2 separate regions of the Sus scrofa genome follow, and region 2 is linked to region 1. A link is a contact called in public HiChIP or PLAC-seq data. All regions are on one chromosome and are shown on one strand. The core of a region is the stretch at or near the end of the contact, and the rest is flanking DNA. Distances in the headings are between cores, read along the strand shown. Region 1 holds the start of FAM219B (family with sequence similarity 219 member B). Region 2 holds the start of ULK3 (serine/threonine-protein kinase ULK3).

The links. HiChIP or PLAC-seq counts read pairs in DNA pulled down with a chosen protein or histone mark.
Region 2: an H3K27ac HiChIP or PLAC-seq map of alveolar macrophages shows a contact between it and region 1. The contact joins the promoter of ULK3 here to the promoter of FAM219B in region 1. A contact is called at or near these places in 1 of 5 promoter capture datasets (liver), 3 of 47 Hi-C or Micro-C datasets (embryonic fibroblasts, liver and skeletal muscle) and 2 of 2 datasets of contacts at active chromatin or transcription factors (alveolar macrophages and skeletal muscle).

Annotation. Positions count from the first base shown.
Region 1 is chr7:58,648,940-58,653,220 of Sscrofa11.1, forward strand. It overlaps FAM219B (family with sequence similarity 219 member B), which reads left to right and starts at 1,831. Exons shown (of 5, transcript NM_001243582.1): 1 at 1,831-2,032; 2 at 2,237-2,324; 3 at 3,037-3,114; 4 at 3,540-3,588. The coding sequence starts at 1,834.
Region 2 is chr7:58,697,941-58,702,221 of Sscrofa11.1, forward strand. It overlaps ULK3 (serine/threonine-protein kinase ULK3), which reads left to right and starts at 2,049. Exons shown (of 15, transcript XM_021099044.1): 1 at 2,049-2,277; 2 at 2,972-3,112; 3 at 3,197-3,317. The coding sequence starts at 2,176. SCAMP2 (secretory carrier membrane protein 2) reads left to right here. Exons shown (of 9, transcript NM_001243492.1): 9 at 1-1,200.

The DNA of each region.
Region 1 (4,281 bases), core at 581-3,080:
TGGTCACATTTTTTTGGCCCTTAGTGAAATATCCATCAGCTTAACAGGCAGCAATAGCCATGAGGAAAACCACCTCTTTGGAGTCCACAGGCTAGGTTCGAATTCCAGGTTTACCACCTAACTGGCGAATCCAACCAAATGTAAGCATCATTTGCTTAACAGAAGTAGTAGTCAAAAGGAGAAAATATTGAGTCATATGAAGTCGTTGCTTCTGGAGGTCAAAAATGGTGGAATCAACCAAAATAGCATTCCTTTATGCTTCTGATTTTTCTTTTTGGGGGCACAGGAGTTCCTGGACCAGGGATGGAACCCACGCCACTGCAGCTACCCAAGCTGCTGTAGTGACAATGCTGGATTCTTAACTCACTGTGCCACGAAAGAACTCTGCTTCTCATTTTTCAAAAAATTTAGTTCTAGGAGTTCTCATTGTGGTTCAGCAGAAACAAACCCTACTAGTATCCATGAGGATTCAGACTAAGGATCCCGAGTTGATGTGGCTGTGGCATAGGCCTGCACCTGCCGCTCTGATTCCACCCCTAGCCTGGGAACTTTCATATGCCGCACCTGTGGCTCTAAAAAATAAAACTTTAAAAAACGCAGTCATAAATTATTTTCTCCTATCCCGCCTAATCACACTCCCACTCAACTGTTTTTGTGGCCCTGGAGGCTCATAAGTTGTACATTTTTGAACTACCCTGTGGAGACTAATAAATTAGCCTTGGGACAGCCTCATGAGATTTCGCAGTTACTACAAGGATCTGGAGCTACTTACCAGCCAGCTACAAACACATCCCTTGGGGGCCAGAGAAGTCACGAGCTGTGACAGCTCCGGCCTGGACACACTTTCATTCTTCTTCCCAAGGCCTATTTTGCCCTTGTTTGTCGCTGTAAGAAGGGTAGTGATATTGGTTCCATTTTAAAACGTGGAAACTGGAGTTCCCGGTGGAGCAGCAGAAACGAATCCGACTAAGAGCCATGAGGATGCGGGTTCCACCCCTGGCCTCACTCAGTGGGTTAAGGATCCGGCGCTGCCGTGAGCTGTGGTGTAGGTTGCAGACACTGCTTGGATCCCGCGTTGCTGTGGCTGTGGCATAGGCCGGCAGCTGTAGCTCCGATTAGACCCGGTAGGCTGGAAACCTCCATATGCCACGGGTGCGGCCCTAAAAAGACAAAAAATAATAATAATATGTGAAAACTGAGTCCTAGAGAGAGTCAGCCTCATCCAAGGTCTCAGGCATTGCGTGGTGTTGGAAATAACCTGGACTTGACATTAGAGTATCAGCGCAGGCAGTGTCTCTGGTTGTGTGACCTCCACAAGGTCTTTAAACTGTTTTCCCGCGCCTAGTTTCTTTTCTGGAGAAGGGCGCTGACACGTTCCTGTCTCCTACTGCTCTTTCTGGTTCAATCCAAGCTCTCCCCGGTCCGCCCTGGGGGAGCTGCGGCTGTGGCAAGAGGACCCATGCGCAGATACCACGAGGAGCGCGTGCGCACCAGGGCGCAAAGAGCTCGAAGTCCGCAGGTGCACATCCGCGGCCACCCCGAAAATATTGATATTTAATTTCCACTAGAGAAAAAATTTAGTTTGACAGCCAGGAACTCAGGCCAACTAAAAGCACGTGGTGTGCCAGAAAGGCGGGACTGCAGCAATCCAAACCCTCCGGAAGGGCGGAACAATTGAGCCAACCCCGCAACTGATGGGACCGGAAAGCTCAGGCGGGTACAATCTGCGCCCGCGCGCCGCCATCTTGCTCGAGGAGAGACCGCCTCCTTCCCGGTTGCTGGCTGGTTAGCCAGGAGGCGGGGCTCCACCACCCGGAGGGGCGTGGCCAAGCGATGGCGACAGCGGAGCCCAGTGGGCACGCGGTTCTGGCGTCCGTTCTGGGACCCCGGCCCAGCGGTGCTGGGTCTGCAGGTCCGCCCTCCGGCCGAAGCGGTATTGGAGTACCCCGGCTTGGGGAGCGGACTCTGGCTGCTGTGGAGAAGCGGGGGCCATACATGGTGACGCGCGCGCCTTCCATTCAGGCCAAGTTGCGTGAGTGCTGCCTGGTGGGGGTTCTCTGCCGGGGCGGGCTGCTGTGTCCCCGGGCGGGCTCCGGAGCCGCACCGGGGCGACCCTGGAGGGGCACCTGCAGCCCGCTCCCGCACCTCAAAATCCGTTCGGAGAGCGGGCTCCTGGCGTTTGGGATACACTGCGGAATGGGGAGGATCCCTCTGACTGCGGCCCTTTGACTTCCAGAGAAACACCGGGACCTGGCCAAGGCAGTTTTGCGGAGAAAGGGCATGCTGGGTGCCGCGCCGAACCGCCCCGACTCTTCAGGAAAAAGGTCTCAGCAAGCGCCACTTCCTCTGTGCAACCGTTTCCAGAGAAGGCTTTAGTGTTCAGGCCGGGAGACAGAAAGCAAACACACGTTTAGGGGCCGAACTAGTGATTCCCCTGAAGCCAACCTGTCAGGTTCACTGCATTAAAATGAGAAGAGGAACCACCTTTTCTTTTCCTTCTAGAATGTGATGATTTCAAGGAAAGGGCTTTGGAATAAGTTTTGTCAGTGAGTAGGGTCATTCACTAAGTTAGGGAGGAATATAGTGGCTGGGGCCCCAAAGAGTGAGGATGGAGAGCAGTGTGGGAAGTCAGGGCTGTTTGTTTGCTTCTAACAGAATGGTAAACTCTAAGGATTGGGTGGGACTTTATCCAGGGCCTCTCTTACAAATAAGGGCTAAAGCAGGTGAAGGAATTTGCCTAAGAACTTTTTCTGTTCCCTGGTTAAATTAGGTGGGGAGACAGGGCTTTTCCCAATTCATTAAAGAGGGGGTGTGCTTTTCTTCAGGAGCAGCAGGGGGAGTGGTGTGAGGAAGTGCATATTCTGAGGAGCTGTAGCCACATACATGGCAGGCAGTGGTGGCTGTGTGACCAGGTAGAAGGCAAGTCAGGAGTAGTGCCATCAGTTGGGTTTTTTCCCATAAGGGTGAGGACTCTGGCTTTCGCTGCGAAAAGCTGGTGCTTTACCTATGCTTGGTTTTCCCCCCATCTCCCCTTAGGTCAGTGAAGTTTAACAAGGGCTATACTGCTCTTAGTCAGAGTCCAGATGAAAACCTGGTGTCCCTTGACTCTGACAGGTAAGTGCACTCCTTGGAAATACCCTTGGGGAGTGATTTGGGTAAAATTGCAGATCACTTGCTTTGCTTATTCCCTGTCTCTTCCAAGACCTTTTGTGCATGTTCCAGGGCTGCACTATCCCTTCCCAGGATGGCTTGCTTAGAGGACTCATAGGTCATCTTGCTGCTCTTGGATTTGAAGCACCAACCTTATCTGGGGAAATCATCCTACCCTATAATGTCTGCACTGTTAGTGCCAGTGACCCTGTCCCTGCTGGAGCCAGTGGAAGGAGCTATTTATACTCATGGCACATTCTGGGCTTGAGTTTTATGGTGTGTGGTCTTTGCTTCACAAGTCCCCCAAACCCCTTTGCATGCTCTGCACCGTGCTGTTTATAGCTGTACTCCACAGGCATCTCCCTGATCTGACTGTCTTCATCTTCTAGTGATGGGGAGCTGGAATCCAGATACTCCTCCGGGTATTCCTCTGCAGAGGCAAGTCCAGAGCGCCTTTCTGTGTGGGGCCAGGCTGAAGGCAGTGTCACTGCCACTGCCAAATGCTTGTCTGGTTCCTGCTGTATGCACGGCACTGTGCCAGACTTGTGGTTTGTCCTCCAGTCTTCTACTCTGCACTCTCCCCCCAGCAGAAGTAAAGGTGTCTAACTAAGAAGGGCTGTTGAAAGTTCAAGAGACCACAGACCCTTAGGGCTGCAAATGACCTCACAAGTCTTCTAATCCAGGCCACCACTTACAAAAGGAATCCTCTTGATAAATCTCAGCTAAGTGTTTACCACCCTCTACTTGTTTGAATGCTCATTGTAATTGGGTATTCAGTGTCTCCAAGAAATCTGGCTGCCTATCTCCACCTCCTACCCCAACACACAATTCAGGTAGCTCTTAAGTCTTCCTTACTAATTTCAGATGTCGCCTGCAGCTTGGATGTAGTAGTCCTAGTCCTGCCTCCATTGTCACACAGTAATTCTAGTCTCCCTTGTTTTGATTGTTTCTTATCTGAGTTAAGCCTTCTCATCCCTCCCCATCTGTCTTCCACCAAGCTTGCTTTCTTCCAAGCCAGACAACTTCTATTCCTTCAGTTGTTCCATCTATGAGAACTGAGACTGAGATACTCCTGGGCTGGCCTTTTGGACATGTTTCCAGAGTGATTGTCCTACACAAAAACACAGGAAT
Region 2 (4,281 bases), core at 799-3,298, 49 kb after region 1:
GAGGGACAGGGACTTTTTTTTACACAGGAGAAAAGAGGAAAACAAAGCTATCATTCCTTCTCTGGTGGTGGTTTGGTAGGGTTTTTGGTCCCTCTGGAGACAGTGGGACTGAAGTTCTCTTCTACACACACACGCACACGCGCACACACACACGTACACATTTGGGATCGCCAGCTGCCCTGGGCCCACCACAGCTGGAGTTTTCTTTCTGTCGGGGTCCTGAGACACCACTCTTACCTGAGCAGGCCTGGCCTGAATCTGGCTCCACAGGCCCGCTCTTCCTTCCTAGCCAGGCTGAGGAGGTCTCCTAAGGGCTCCCCTTTAGATGAGCTGAAGTCTGGGCTCTGTTCCCCAGGTCAGTCTCGGGTGGTCTTTGGGCTTCCAGAGCCTCTGGCCTGGTTGCTCCAGCCTTACGTTTCTCACAGTTTCACAACCCTTTAGACCCGTTCCCTCCTGGTATGGGCAGTACCCTCTGGGGTGCTCCTTGAACCCTTTCCTCTTTAGACTTACTGAATGTGCAATGGGGTTGGTTGGGATTTGGGGATGGGGAGAGCTCGAGGACACTGACCCCAAGTTGTCCTGACCAGCCTTTGGCAGTCTTCTAGGAGAGTGGGTCGCACTGTTCTGGTGTGGTTTGTTTTTGGTCCTGTTTGTTTTGATTTCCTCTCTTCCTGAGGGACAGCTGCCCTTTACCTTGCCCCCCACCCCCCGCATCAGCAATATCTAGCTTGTATGACTCTTAGGGAGGGCAGGGGGAATCAGTCCAGAAATGCATCCTTCAGACTGGACTGATGAGCCACCTTTTTGAGAGTTCCAGACTAATCCTCCAGGGTTCCTCCCATACTTCAAGTAGAGACTAGGTCACCTTCTTCTAGTCCTGGGGATTTCCCAGGACATGTGTCACTGTGATGGGTACCTAGTAGTTCAGAGTTAAAACCTGTACCGTGTCCACCACAGGTGGTACAAGTGGGTGTGTGGACTGAGGGGACATCTCAAAAAACTGGCTTGCCTTAGGTCTCTAGGTCCTGGGCCCATCTCAGGCAGCCCACAGGATGCCACCCCATACAGCCCCAGAGCCACTGGATGATAATGTCAGTGACGACGGTTTTGTAAACTCCTTTCTGGTATTTTTTTCTCCATGTAAAAATGTATATGTTATGTCTCAATTTTTGTCCTTAAATAAAACAAGACATTTTCAGACAACATTGGTCCTCGTGTCTGCTGGACTTGGGAAGTGGGAGAGGCCCACAGGGTAGGTGGGGGCTGAGGCACGCCAGCCTCAGGCAGGAAGGGACAGTGAAGATGCTGCATCTGGCCACTCCACTCCCTGGCTGGTCTGTGACAGGCCAAGGCCCTCACCCCTGGGGCTAAGCCCCTTACTGAGACTGTTTGGCCTCTTCTGTGGTAATTTCTTTTCCTTCTTTTTCTTTTCTTTCTTTTCTTTCTTTCTTTCTTTTTTTTTTTTTTTTTTTTTTGTCTTTTTAGGGCCTCACCCATGGCATAGGGAGGTTCCCAGGCTAGGGGTCGAATTGGAGCTATAGCTGCTGGCCTACACCACAGCCACAGCAATGCAGGATCTGAGCCACATCTGCAACCTACACCACAGTTGGTGGCAACAGCAGGATCCTTAACCCATTGAGCGAGGCCGGGGACTGAATCCACGTCCTCATGGATACTAGTCGGGTTTGTTAACCACTGAGCCACGATGGGAACACCCTGGTGGTAATTTCTTGTACCAGTACTTTCACGTTCGGAGCTGCTGGTCTTGGGGAAAGGGGGCCTCTTGGAATCTTCCCTACATTTTACACACCTGCGCAGCAGGACTCCTCCTCTGTCTTCCCGTGGTCGATCTCTAGGATGCTGTCTGAACCTGGATGAAATTCCCCGAGTGATCTGTCTGCCGGCTCCTGCTCACTTCTATTCAGCCTGCCCAAGTAGGTCTTGTGCGTACTGGCAGATCATGTGATTTCCAGGGCCGGTGGGGGCGGACGCCCTGGACGAGCATCTGGGGGGTGGGGAGCCCCGCCCAGCCCGCCGTGCTGCACTTCCGGCGGGCGGCGCTGGGGGCAGTGTGGAGTCCACTCCGGCCGCGTCGCGCTCTACCCTCTCGGCTCCCAGCCGGAACCCTGCGCCGGGAACCAGGAAGCGCCCGGCGGCTGGCGCGGGGCGGTCGGGATGGCAGGGCCAGGTTGGGGTCCCCCGCGGCTGGAAGGCTTCATCCTCACCGAGCGCCTGGGCAGTGGCACGTACGCGACGGTGTACAAGGCCTACGCCAAGGTGGGTGCGGGGCGCCCCGGGGTTTCTGTGAAAGGCAGGATCTGGGGGCACGAGAACTTCTGAGGGCCTGGTCTCCGTGCCCGCAAGAGCAAGTCGACGGCGAGCAAGCCGAGCCGGGTGCTGGGCCGGAAACTAGGAGAGGTTAGAGACGGCGTGAGAGGCACTCGGGGCTCACATCTGCCTTGTCCCTCCCAGGTTCTGTGGAGGGGGTGGGAGGTGACCGCCACAAATAGGCCTTCAAAACCAACACACGCGCACACACCCATTTTGTGTGGAGACACAGGTGGAATCCTCCATGCAGCCTCTGTGTCAGTGGCCCCAGAATAGGCTCACAACAGGGGGGGGGGGGGCGGTCTCTGTGGGCTGGGAGGAGTCTGGGGCAGGGTTCTAGGAGACTGGACCCACGGAGGACGCAGAGTGTGCGGTGTAGAGCAGGAAAGGGCATTCCTCAGCAGGGGCGCCTAGAACTCAGTGAAAGGGATTGTGGAGCAGAGAACACCAGGCTTGTGGGGAAGCTGAAATTCCAGAATCTGGGTGCCTCATTGGCCTGGGAAGGGGCAGCTGGGAAGCCTGGAGCGGGTGTGAGTGGGCAGGCCCAGTGAGGGGGAGAGGGCCAGAGGAACCAGAGCCCTTCTGGCCACACATGGTCCCTGGTTTTCTCAAGGCAGAGCTCTCAAATCTCCTGTCCCCACAGAAGGACACTCGTGAGGTGGTAGCCATAAAGTGTGTGGCCAAGAAGAGTCTGAACAAGGCATCTGTGGAAAACCTCCTGACAGAGATTGAGATCCTCAAGGGCATTCGACACCCACACATCGTGCAGCTGAAGGACTTCCAGGTGTGGACCTGCGGCGGGGCCACCCCCAAAGAGGGCTGGAGAAAGGACCCTCTCTCCAAGCCTCCTCTCTGCCTCTCATCACAGTGGGACAGTGACAACATCTACCTCATCATGGAGTTCTGTGCAGGAGGTGACCTCTCTCGCTTCATCCATACCCGCAGGATTCTGCCTGAGAAGGTGGCTCGGGTCTTCATGCAGCAGTTGGGTAAAAGCCTCTGAATGCAGTCTGCAACCTCTTCCCGTGATCTCTGCTCTCTCACCCACCCCTGCCCCTGGCTTAGAGCTCTGGCACTCTTAGCAGTTGCCTCTCATCCCAGCTTGGATTTGTAGGGCCCCTCCTTCCTAGGTGCCCATCTCTGGCTTAAGGATGCTGTGAGAAAGACAGGGAGGACCCCCATCTGTGGGGAGTCCAGGCTTCCACTATTGAAACATAATATAAGGACCTCGTAGAACATTCTGAAGACCCAGGTGCTTTGCCAAGGGAAAGAGCAAGGGCCTGAAGGGCTGGGGCATCTCGGGAGGAAAAAGACTTGTGAAGGGCTAAAGGGAGGAAGGAGGTCACTCGGGATGGGGGGTGGGACAAGTTCATGGCAGAGATGAGAGCCTGGTGCTTATATATAAAGCATTCAGTCGACCATTGAGTCCAGAACTGGGGTTGTGCAGGCTTGGAAAGACAGACAAGCCTGGAAAGATGAGAGGAGGTGAGAGATAGGGTCCTCTGACCGGGCTCTCTGCATGGGTCCTGCCCCCCAGCTAGTGCCCTGCAGTTCCTACATGAACGGAACATCTCTCACCTGGATCTAAAGCCACAGAACATTCTGCTGAGCTCCTTGGAGAAGCCTCACCTTAAATTGGCAGGTGTGAGTCTGGAACAGCAGGGGTGGGGGTTTGGAAGGTGGGTAGGCAGAGGCCTCCTCCTGTCTGGGTTCACTCGGCAGCCCTGGTTCTCATGGAGGCCTCTGTTGAGTCATCAAGCAGTGACAGACTGGGAGATCCAGGGGTGGGCCCTGTCACCAAAAGGCAGGGCCTTTCTTGGGCTACCCATGCTTGACTCCAGCAGTGGCATGGTGGGGTCAGGGCTCACTCTGGGGTCAGGGTTAAGACTCAGTGTGTGACCAGAGTTCAGAGTGTGACCAGGATTAGGACTTTTTCTGTCACCAGGATTGGGG